Regions from separate parts of the Bos taurus genome. Here region 2 is linked to region 1. The links are chromatin contacts, called in public Hi-C maps. All regions are on one chromosome and are shown on one strand. The core of a region is the stretch at or near the end of the contact, and the rest is flanking DNA. Distances in the headings are between cores, read along the strand shown.

The links. Hi-C and Micro-C count contacts between places; a contact is called where the count stands out from the background.
Region 2: a Hi-C map of skeletal muscle shows a contact between it and region 1, with 11 times the contacts expected there. The contact joins two enhancer-like sites. A contact is called at or near these places in 5 of 11 Hi-C or Micro-C datasets (blood, liver, skeletal muscle and 2 more).

What each region holds. Positions count from the first base shown.
Region 1 is chr2:131,462,315-131,467,756 of ARS-UCD2.0, reverse strand. No RefSeq gene overlaps it. Among named protein-coding and RNA genes, the nearest start is that of EIF4G3, 18 kb to the left of the region's middle. Within about 2 kb of position 1,271, at least 12 of the 102 cell types and tissues checked have an H3K27ac peak or open chromatin away from gene starts, as enhancers often do. A contact at or near this core is called in skeletal muscle, where this site is marked.
Region 2 is chr2:131,660,790-131,666,375 of ARS-UCD2.0, reverse strand. All of the region lies in intron 4 of EIF4G3 (eukaryotic translation initiation factor 4 gamma 3), which reads right to left. Among named protein-coding and RNA genes, the nearest start is that of EIF4G3, 180 kb to the right of the region's middle. Within about 2 kb of position 1,530, at least 6 of the 102 cell types and tissues checked have an H3K27ac peak or open chromatin away from gene starts, as enhancers often do. A contact at or near this core is called in skeletal muscle, where this site is marked.

The DNA.
Region 1 (5,442 bases), core at 22-2,521:
AGCTTGACATTCAGCCCCCCACCCCCCACCCCAGTCATTTTCACTCACATCTGACAAGATCAATGAGAAAAACAGGCAGCAATGATCAAAAAGGCCGACAAAGGCTCTTGGGGGAACTATCCCAGCAGGATGGTGCGCCGCACAAAAGTACATGCAGGGGGTGTTCCATAAAAGCTCCTCCACTCACAGGCAGCCCTCATGCCCAGAGACACCAAAAAATGGTTCCCATGACAACGCTGCTGCAAATGTTAAATATAAATGTGTGTGTGTATACAGCCACACAGAGATGCACGGAAATAAACTCTTGGCACATTTTTTTCTTTTTTTTCCTGTTCCAAACACAAAATAACCTGCAGGATTGATTGGTGAAAGAGAGGACAAAGAAGGGTTTGAACAAACACGCTTCCAGCAGACTGGCTGTCAGTGCTGGACACCTGTTTGGATGTCAGTCTGTTGTGTTTCCTGCACCTGCAATATAGTAGATACTCAATAAATAATTGTCGACTGAATGAATAAATGATGGGTAGATGGAAGAAAGGAAGGGAGCAGGAGGAGGTTGGAGGGAGGGAGACAGAGACAGCCCGGTGGGTCAGGACTGGAATGGCTCCTACTGAAGAGCCACTCAGCCTCTTGTTTTTCTGTTGGAGAAACTGAGGCTCAGAAAAGGCAAAAAAAAAAAAAAAAGGAAGGAATCTTGCCAAAAGGCGCAAAAAGAATTACTCTTAAAGCTCTAATCCTGGAGATTCATTAAGTAAGCACTTAATGAATGTGAGTCAAATTTCTGTCTGCATAATAACCATATATCGAGCAATTAATATGTTCTAAGCACTAGAGACCTTATCTCATAATTTGCAACCCTGCAAGGGATGTATCAGGATTTCCAGTTAACTGGGGCTTTGACAGGTGAAGTCACCTGTGGTTGGAATGGAGATTAAACCCAGGTGACTCAAACACTAGGCTCTGAACCCCCTTACATTTCTCTCTGAAATGAGGGCTGAGGGAGCAAATGGTCCCTGGTCCAAATGAGGGAGCAAAAGGGAAACAGTAGTGAGGATTCTTGCAGATGTTGGGGAGGGGGAGTCAGAGACATGAAGTACCTTGCCCAAGTCCGGGAGCAGTGGGGAAATGGATCAGAGCTCAGGTTTTCAGGCTCCCAGTCCTTGATTCCTTCAGTTTATTCACTGTTTTCTATCAAAGGAACTGGAGGCTGGCTCCTGTGGGCCCTGGAGTCAACCCTTTAATTGGGAGAGGGGAGGGGACGCCTGGAGCTGTCTTTGAGTCCTAGGACAGTCTAGCAGGGTGGAGGATCTGGGCTGATCCTGAGACTCTTTAGGGTGTTTTGCGCCCTCTGGTGGCCATATCTTAGAACTGGCAAGAAACTTGGACTTTCTAGCAAATTCCCTCTCTCTTGGGGCTCAGGAGGGAAAAGTAATCGGCTCACAAGGTCCAGATGCATACTCCCTGCTGCCTTGGGTGTTCCGTGCTCCACTTTTTTTCTCTGCTTTCTAAGGCTCCCTGTTTCCACTCCAGCTCGCCTCAGATCTATTCTTTGCACAGCTGGCAGAACTGCTTTTAAAAATCCGAAGATGATCATGTCATTCTCCGGCTTATCTGTCTATCTGTCACTAAGTCATGTCTGACTCTTGCAGTCCCATGGACAGTAGCCCGCCAGGCTTCTCTGTCCATGGGATTCTCTAGGCAAGAATACTGGAGTGGGTTGCCGTTTCCTTCTCCAGGGGATCTTCCCAAACCAAGAACTGAACCCAGATCTCCTACATTGCACGAAGATTCTTTACCAACTGAGCTAGGAGGGAAGCCCTTCCCTAGGAGGGAAGCTCCGGCTTATACTCTCCAATAACTTCTCATTGATCTTTTTCCTTAAAAATTCGTTATTTATTTTGGCTGCAACGGGTCTTCATTGCAGCCTGCTGAGCTTCTGTAGTTGTGGTGCCCGTGCTTACTTTCGATATGTGGGATCTTAGTTTCCCAACCAGGGATCGAACCCAGGTACCCTGCATTGGGAGCTTGGGGGTCTTAGCCACTGGTCTTCCCTTGTGGCTCAGCTGGTAAAGAATCCGCCTGCAATGCGGGAGACCTGAGTTCGATCCCTGGGTTGGGAAGATCCCCTGGAGAAGGGAAAGGCTATCCACACAAGTATTCTGGCCTGGAGGATTCCATGGACTGTATAGTCCATGGGGTCGCAAAGAGTCAGACACGACTGAGCGACTTTCACTTATTCTGAGGATGAAGCCTATGGCCATTCCCTCGAAGCTGCCTCTCTCTCTGGCCCCCTCCGCCCTCCTTCTCACCTTGATCTATAGCCTCCCTGGCTTCTTCCAGGTGCTTGCATCTTCCTAATTGAGACTTTACACCTGCTGTTCCCTTTGCCTGACACACTCTTCCCTACACTGCCACCCCCCATTAAAAAAATTGTTTTGGCCTTGCCACGTGGCTTGCAGGATTTTAGTTCCCTGACCAGGGATCAAACTGGAGCTCAAAGCACCGAATCCTAACCATTGGACCAGCAGGGAATTCCCACTCTTGCCTGCCCTTTATCTACAAATTCCTGCTTGTTCTTCACATCTCAGCTCTTCAGACATGCACTTTTACATTCCGTAGCACTTTCAAGTTTAGAGTGCTCTTTACAATGGCAATTTCTTGTCCAGTGACTCCTTTTCTTGATCACTAACAACAAGAACCCTATCGCATTCCATGGCCTATTTCCAGCACCGTGCCCAATGCCTGGTGCATCCTAGGTTCTCGGTATTTGTTGAATAGACGAATGAAGGGATTAGTAAAACCAAACAAAATCCTTGAAATCTGTTAAGTACTTTATGCCAAGTACTATTCTAAACTCTTGATAAGCTTTAATTGAATTATCACAAATCTCAAAACCCATATTACAGATGAGGAAACGGAGTGGTTATTTACCTTACCCCAGGTCAAATAGGGCTTCACTGTGGGAGCTGGAATTTAAACCCAGACTGCCTGAACTAGAGCTCCCCGTTGGTTTGCAGCCTCCCTTGCCACCACTGTCTCCACCACACGTGCCACCCACACCCCTCTCACCCTCGGTCCTGGTCTCACGCACTCCTTAGCTTTCCCACAGGTGAGGAAGCAGAGGTTCTGGGATTTACCATCTCGTGTGTGTATTTGCTGCTCTCCGCTTCTTCTGGGCTTCCCTCATAGCTCAATCGGTTAAAAAAAAAAAAAAATCTGCCTGCAATGTAGGAGCCCCAGGTTCAATTCCTGGATCAGGGAGATCTCCTGGAGAAAGAAATGGCAACCCCCTCCAGTATTCTTGCCTGGGAAATCCCAGGGACCAGAGGAGCCTGGCGGGCTACAGTCCAGGGGGTCACAAAGAGTTGGACACGACTTAGTGATCAAACCACCACCACTTAGCACAAACCCTCCTGTAGCCATTGTCCCGAGTGAGCTCTCGGTGAGGTGGGCCTCATCACCCCCATTTAACAGGTGCAGAAACAGACTTAGAAAAGTCCGTCATTTCCTCCCAATATGCAATAAGTATGTATTGTGCATCCGCCAAGTGCCAAGCTCTAAGGGACTCAGGCTGAATCTGTAACTCATTGCTACAGGCCTTCCGTGGACCCTAGGAGTCACAGACGCACGTACCCTCTTGCAGGTCTCTCTCCTCAGGCCTCCATCAAGCCTGGAGGAGAGGACTGCTTGCAGCTGCAGGGGCGGGAAGTCTTGCCCTCCCCAGGACCCATCTCCTCTATAGAATGGAAATCTGGAGTTGCTGGGGACCAGCAGCAAGCCCTTCCCCCACAGGGCACATGTGACAACTTGTCAGGGCTGGGGGACATGGGAGGGGCAGAAACCCTCGTGGACCAAGAGCCTATGCTGATACCATTACAAGGCTCCTATCACTGGGGGGCGGGCAGGAAACTGCCAAAATACAAAGCAGGATTTTGCTGCCACGGGGAGGAGGAGAGGGTCACTAAGGAAGCGCGTGATCTTTGAGAGTGAGGCTTTTCAAACTCAGGGGTACAGTCACCAAAGACTGAGGCTGGATCAGAAGAAGAGCCACCTGCCCCCCACCCCCACCCAGGCTAGCGAGCACCAAGTAACAAGCAACCCAGCTGAGGGATGGAAAGTTAAGGGGGTGAAGCAGGACCATTGTTAAAAACCTTCCAGCAACCCAGTCCTCATCCGAAGTTTGAGATGATGCTAGAGGAGCTGGAAATCAGTAGTGCAAGGAAGGTAACCATAGCAACAACAAAGTCCAAACCAGCTCAGCCCCTAAGTGCACTGACTTCAGCTCTTACACTGATTGTCTAGCGAAAGATGCATGCTCATTTCCAGAACTGGTGCTACTTAATTTAGTCTCTACTGCTCTGTGCACAGTGTCTGGGTGTTTGGTCAAAAATTATAAGACACTAAAAAGCAAGAAAAAAAAACCCCTCTCAAGAGACAAAGAGTCAACCAAGCCAGACTTGGAAATGATGCTGTTGTTGAAACTACTAGAGAAGGATTTTTAAACAATCACGATTTGTGCATTAAAAATGCTAGTAGAGGAGATGGACCACATGCACAAACAGATGGGGAATTTCAGCAGAATGGAAATTATGAGTCAAACAGAAATTTTAGAAGAAAAACAAAACAGCGTGGTAGCAGAGATGAACGCCTTCTATGGACTGATCTCCAGACCCAACAAAACTGAGCAAAGAGTTGGTAAACTTGAAGATAGTTCAATAGAAATTATCTAAACTGAAACAAGGAGAGAGAAATAAGTGAAAAAACAAATAAAAGCAAAACAGAGCATCCAAGAGCTGTGGGACTAAATCAGATTATCTAATATGTGTATAACTGGAATCCCAGAAAGACAGAGAACAGGCAGATGAACACTTGAAGAGACAGTGGATGAAACTCTTCCAAAAATTATGAAAGACATCAAATATAGATGTAAGAATCAGAGAGAACACCAAGTGGGGTAAATAACGCCCCCCATAAAAAAGGGCTTCCCGGGTGGTACGAGTGGTACAAGAACCCACCTGCCAAAGCAGGAGACATAAGAGATGCGGGTTTCATCCCCGGGTCGGGAAGATTCCCTGGAGGAGGACATGGCAACCCACTCCTGTATTCTCACCTGGAGAATCCCATGGACTGAGGAGAGTCTGGCAGGCTACCATCTGCAGAGTTGCAAAGAGTCATGAACGGAAACAACTTAGCATGCGTGCATCCCATAAGAAAACAAAAGCAAAAACACCGAGACACATCGTAGTCAAGCCGCTGAAAACCAAAGATAAAGAGAAAATCCTGAAGGCAGACAGAGGGGCCAAAGATACTTTAATGCATACAAAGGAGCAAAGATAAGAATTACAGCAGACTTCTGCTCAGAAACTAAGTGGGAGGACAGAGGGAGCAAAACGTGTCCACTGAGCTGAAAAGCAAGGGAGGCAGCTCCATGTGATCAATGGA
Region 2 (5,586 bases), core at 281-2,780, 200 kb before region 1:
TGCAAGGAAAAATAATAGTGTTATGATTTTCTGATGAGCTAGAAAAAGACAAGTGGTAAAGAGTCCACATAATGGCATATCACTCAAGTACGAATCAGATGTTCTGCTGACTTACAACAATTTATAATGAAGGTTATTCATTTAAAATTCTTTGTGTTTTCCTGCACATAGCCTATATTATCAGATAATTTAGATTTCACTAAGAATTAGGAGATTAGACCTAAGGAATTAAGCCCTATAGCTGAGCTGTTCAATAGGCAGCCACTAATCATATGTGGTTACTTAAATTAAAATTTAATTAAAAATTCAATTCTTGGGTCACAACGCATAATTCAAGCACTCAACAGCTACACGTGACTAATGGCTTCCGTAGTGAACAGCACAGATACAGAAGATGTGCTTCTATTAGACAGTGCTCCCTCAGAGGATTGTGTCAGATGGAGGAAAGAAGTCCCTAAGGATTCTGTCAGGAACAAGCTAGTGTTCTGTCGGATCACAGCGCAGAGTCTGGGACACAGAAGCATCCTTGTAGAACACTTCATTCACAGGTAAAAATAGCTCGGTGAAAGGGAAAGGCATCTCAGTGCTAAAGGAAACTGACGCTTATCAGGGGCCTAGGATGTGTCAGGCACTGTGACAGGCAGATACTTTTAATTATCACAATGCCCTCAGGAAATACATGCTCTTATTATAATACTTCAGTATTACTTCACGTGTGAGCATATTTTACCCATTTCACAGATCAAGCTGAGGTCAAAGGTCAGTTTACAGTAAAGGTTAGATTGAATTCCAGTTATGACAACTCCCAACCTATATTTTCGTCGCTGTCTCTGCTGCCACCCTGTAACTCCTTGTGAGTTAGGTACCAGATAAAACTGCCCATCACTGGCCTACATTAAGCTCTGAAAAGTACAAGAGTTCTGGTAATAAGACTGCACAGATGCTTAATCAGATTTCCTATCCATTAAACTCTGATATGCCAGGTCTGGCCCTAGAGGCAAATTCAAAACCTTCATTTATTTTATTTTCCAAATCTAAGAAACTGCCTAGAGCAATACAAATATTTCTCTACCAGGGACCAGGACATCAATTTTAACAGCACAACTTTGAGTACAGAAACCTTTAGAGGTCATAATGGAGAGGATGGAATGCAAGGCAACTGTTTCTTCCTTTTTAAAAAATCTTTTTGCAAAAAGAACCAAATTACAGTAGGAAAACTTGCATAGTTTCAACGCCTGCCACCAGGTAACAATTCTTTGATGCCAAACACTGTTAAGTTTTGTGAAGCTTATCATTTATTAATGCTAAATCCAATTCCTTTGAACACTATGTGAACTAAAATCATATATCAACATACTACAAAATGTTTTTGTTCCATGAACAATTTAAATTACCTCAAAATGCAAAGACTATTCAGCCATGGTATAAAACCAACACTTGATATTTCTTGTGAAAGTCAAAAGTAAAATAAGGACAGGAACATCAGTAACTTTAAACCACAGCTACACAGTCTTCAAAGACCAGATCTACATAATACCAAGCCACTTGTTTCAGTTCTGGGTGTACGTTCTGTTCTTTCAGTTTCTAGGTACCTCGGGATTTTCAAACATTGCAAGAAAAATAGTTGACATATTTCTAAAGCCAAGATTGTTCTGCATATAAAATAAGTTAGGACTACTTCTTTTACTGTTATTTTAAGCTAAAGCTCTCTTCAGGTTATAAAGTGCAAAAAGAGTAAGAACATCATTACTAGGCCAAAGACTCCCTGCAAAAGCCAAAAATTAACTGTACCAGGAAGATGATGTGGCAGGTACAACCTTACTCAGAACACGGGATCCCTCTTCTTGAGGGACTCAAACAGAGCCCTAGCTGGGCTCTTACGAAGATTATGGAAAGATCTGTTCAATGAAAGCAGTTCCAAGAAACACTTCCTATACCAGTATACCAGTTTCTTGGTTCTCTTAAACTAAAAATGTTAACTACCCAAAATCCTGTTGTTCCACTTCAATTCTGATAACTTCATCTCACAAAAAAGAAAGAAAATACATAAGTTCCAGATTACTAAACTGGATGACGGTGTTTTCATAAGGAATCAAATAGCTTATCTAAATAACTATTCTTTTTTTCTTTGCAACGTTTTGCCAACTAAAAATTGGCACTTGCCATCTACCTCCATAAGGATTAAATCACAGACTGCTGCAGCCACTGACCTTCAACGCACCCTGAAAGGAGTTCAGGGTGGAGATCAAGAATAAGGCCCTCTGTGCTCTGGGAAAAACTGGCAGAACAGGCCTTAGGAAGATAGTTTCAGAAGAAGCAACTCTTACATCTCCTCACAACCAGAAAAGCACTAAAATTACTTGTGGTGATGTCTGCTCCTCGTGACCAGCAGTAACCTTCATGAGACTAGCGACAGAGACTAGCAACAACCTTCTCCAAAAATCTGTGTGCTTGATTGAATGTACTCCCCTTTCACCAAAAATCACTATACACTGATCCTCCCCGCTGCCTCTCTGCAGCAGTTTCTCAGAGCTATCTAAGATGCTGTCTCCAGGGCTGTCATCCTCATTTGGCCACAAGTAAAACTTAACCCACAACTCTCACCTTGTGCATCTTTTTTAGTCAACAGTTTATGGAAACAATTGTTACTAAACATCTATGAAAAGTTATATATGTACTACAGGACTTTAGAAACATCAAAACATCATCCAGCACCAAATTATTTCATAAAAAGAAAAAAAAAATGAGATCAAAGCACTGAAAGGATACATGATTGGAAAGGTAGCCGCTGATGAATAATGCAATAAAGGAGAACTGAGAAATCCATTCACTAATTCTAACTAGTCAAAACTGACTCTAACCCTTGATTTGACTCTTTCTGGCCAAAGCAAACAGCCATAGATGGGGAAAAAAAAAAAAAATGGGGGGCCTTCATTCAACTTTGAGTCCTAAGCACAAGAAACCAAAAATATCCCAGGACATAAATATTTTCCCTAAAAAAGTGTCTTTTCTCTACGCCTTCAACACTTGTTTTCAACAGTACTGCTTTCATTATGCAAGCCTCTCTATGTCTTGTTTCATATCATGAGCATTTCCTTCTCCATGAAACTCTCAGGGTTTAGGTCTGAGGAGATGTCTTAATTACAGCCTTCAGCCAGTCATTCTTAAATGAGAAACAGTACCACTTCCATACAGGGTATCTGGAAATGTACGGAGGTATTTTTTTTCATTGTTTCTTAAACTGTCACTGTAGGAACTCCACTGGCATGTATTAGCCCAAAGGTTGCTAAAGGAACTGCAATATAGAGAGCAGTTTTTCGTAACTGGTTATTCTATCCAAAATGCCAATACTAATTCCATAGGAATAGGAAAACAAGCCAAACTGGCCCCTCCATCCATGAATACAAGATGCAAACTCTTCCTAACAAAGTCCTCGAAGGCATCCCACAACACTGGTTCAAGCTACCCGATGCTCAGCAGTCCCACTCCAACCACTCTCTCCCCTACTCCACTTCTCCAAAGTAGCTACTGCAGCAGCCTGAGCCAACGCTGTCTATTTCCTTACTTAAATCTGTGAGGCACAAGGGAAAAAAATTTAATTTGTGTTTAAAAAGGAAAAATATCAGAGTAAAAGCAGCCAGCTACCTGAAGTTTTCAGATCCAAAAGCAATGCTCTGGATTTATGCTGTATCTCAATAACCCATCTTCAAGAACCGGTGTGGGTTTCTTGATAATGGATAAATAATAAATATATACACATATATAGTTCTACCTTTTAATGGCTGAAATATGCTTAATTTCACAATCATCATCCTACAGATAAATAAAGGACTGATACGTTTTCTGAGATACATTACACATGAAAAATGATTTCAGAATAGAAATTCACCTTTTCTCGGAAAGATTTCTTAAAAGTTTTGCTTAGTTGTTAAAATTTTTTTAAAAGATAAAATGTATCACAAGCCTTTAGACTCAGAAGAAAGTTTTTAAAAACTAGATTTTCCAAAAGCTGACAATATATAAAGGCTTAAACATCCCAATTTGAGGACCACTGCAACTGAACTCAAGTAATAGAAACACTTAGCCTTGTACCAAGGAGCACAGAAACTTTTTTGCTGAGGCAGTAGTTTTTTTACTCTGCGTCTTCAACAGAGATCTTTCAGCTTTCTCTCTGTCAGGAATTTCTGGCTTTATCCCTGATTAAAATGTAAACCTCGACTCTATGGCTCTTGAGTAGATTTGCTGTTTTTTAAAAAATGTATAATCAATCTTTTTTAACCTAAGAGGTTATCTTTTCTCATAATTAGTAATCTTATCCACCAGATTCGTACTATATGCCAAACACTCCACTAATCGTATTATTTGTATTATTTCACATATCTTCACATTAGTCCAAAGAGAGTACTGATACTATTCCTCATTTTGCAGATGAGAAAACGGAGCCTGAGAGCAGTAAGCAGTTTACCCAAGACCACCAAGCTATAAACCAAGGTCCAGCTGACATCAAATTCCAAGCTCTTAAAGCACTTCAACAACGCTATCTCTATCAAGTAAAAACTACCCTAAGTTTTATTTCTTTATCAAATCCAAAGAACTGCCATCCATTTCATACAACCACCTCTGAGTTCTCCTGCAAAATATCTTTTTTAACACCTCAGAATTTATCTGGTTTTTACATCATCTAGATTGGAAAATCGTATTTTGAGAAGTAGAGCCTTTTATTAAATCACTGCTAGACAATTAAAGGTTTCAATTAAGTAACATCCAATATGATACCATAGGTAAACACTGCTAATATTTCTTTCATTTTATCAAACCATACTAAGTTGCATGACAATATTAAAAATAGCTAACACTTACTGGCTGCTTATTTTATGTCAGATGACTTACATATATTATCTCTAATGTAAAGGGTGTTTATCACCACTTTACATACAGGGAAACCGAGGCTAAGAAAAAAAACTGCTTAACTCAGCTGGTTACACAGCAGATCTATCAGATTTAGAATTTAGATTAGCCTAGGCTCTTTCTACCACAGAATGAGAAAATGTTTCAGAATACTTGGGAGAAAACCCCTGCAACTCTTTTTTTTTCTTTCTCTCAAACCATTTCCCTCTAGTATATTCCTGCTAAATAAACTAGTGTCTGCATACACATTTTTGAAATTTTAATTTACATAATAACTTCATTTAAAAAGAATAGGCTAAAAATATTAAAGTTAAATAAGGTATCAATTTTCTATATATGCTAAAAATAAAGATAACTATGCAACAAATGAATGTATATTATTGTTAATCAATTTATTAGGTCTACATTAGTAACTGAGATTAAGTGGTTTTAGAAATACTAGTACTATTATATACACATCAATACAAGTTACATCAGAAAGTTAGTTAACAGAAAACTCTTAGAATGTTGCCTATTCCATTCAGTTAAATTTAAACTTACTGCAGATATCCACAAAATCCGTAAGGGCTTAATATATCTAAATACTTTCAAAGTTCGCTATCAATTCAGGGCAATTTTTTTTTTGCAAAGTAAAGAAACTCTTTATTTTTAAACTGTGTTGTAAAAAGAAGAAAACTG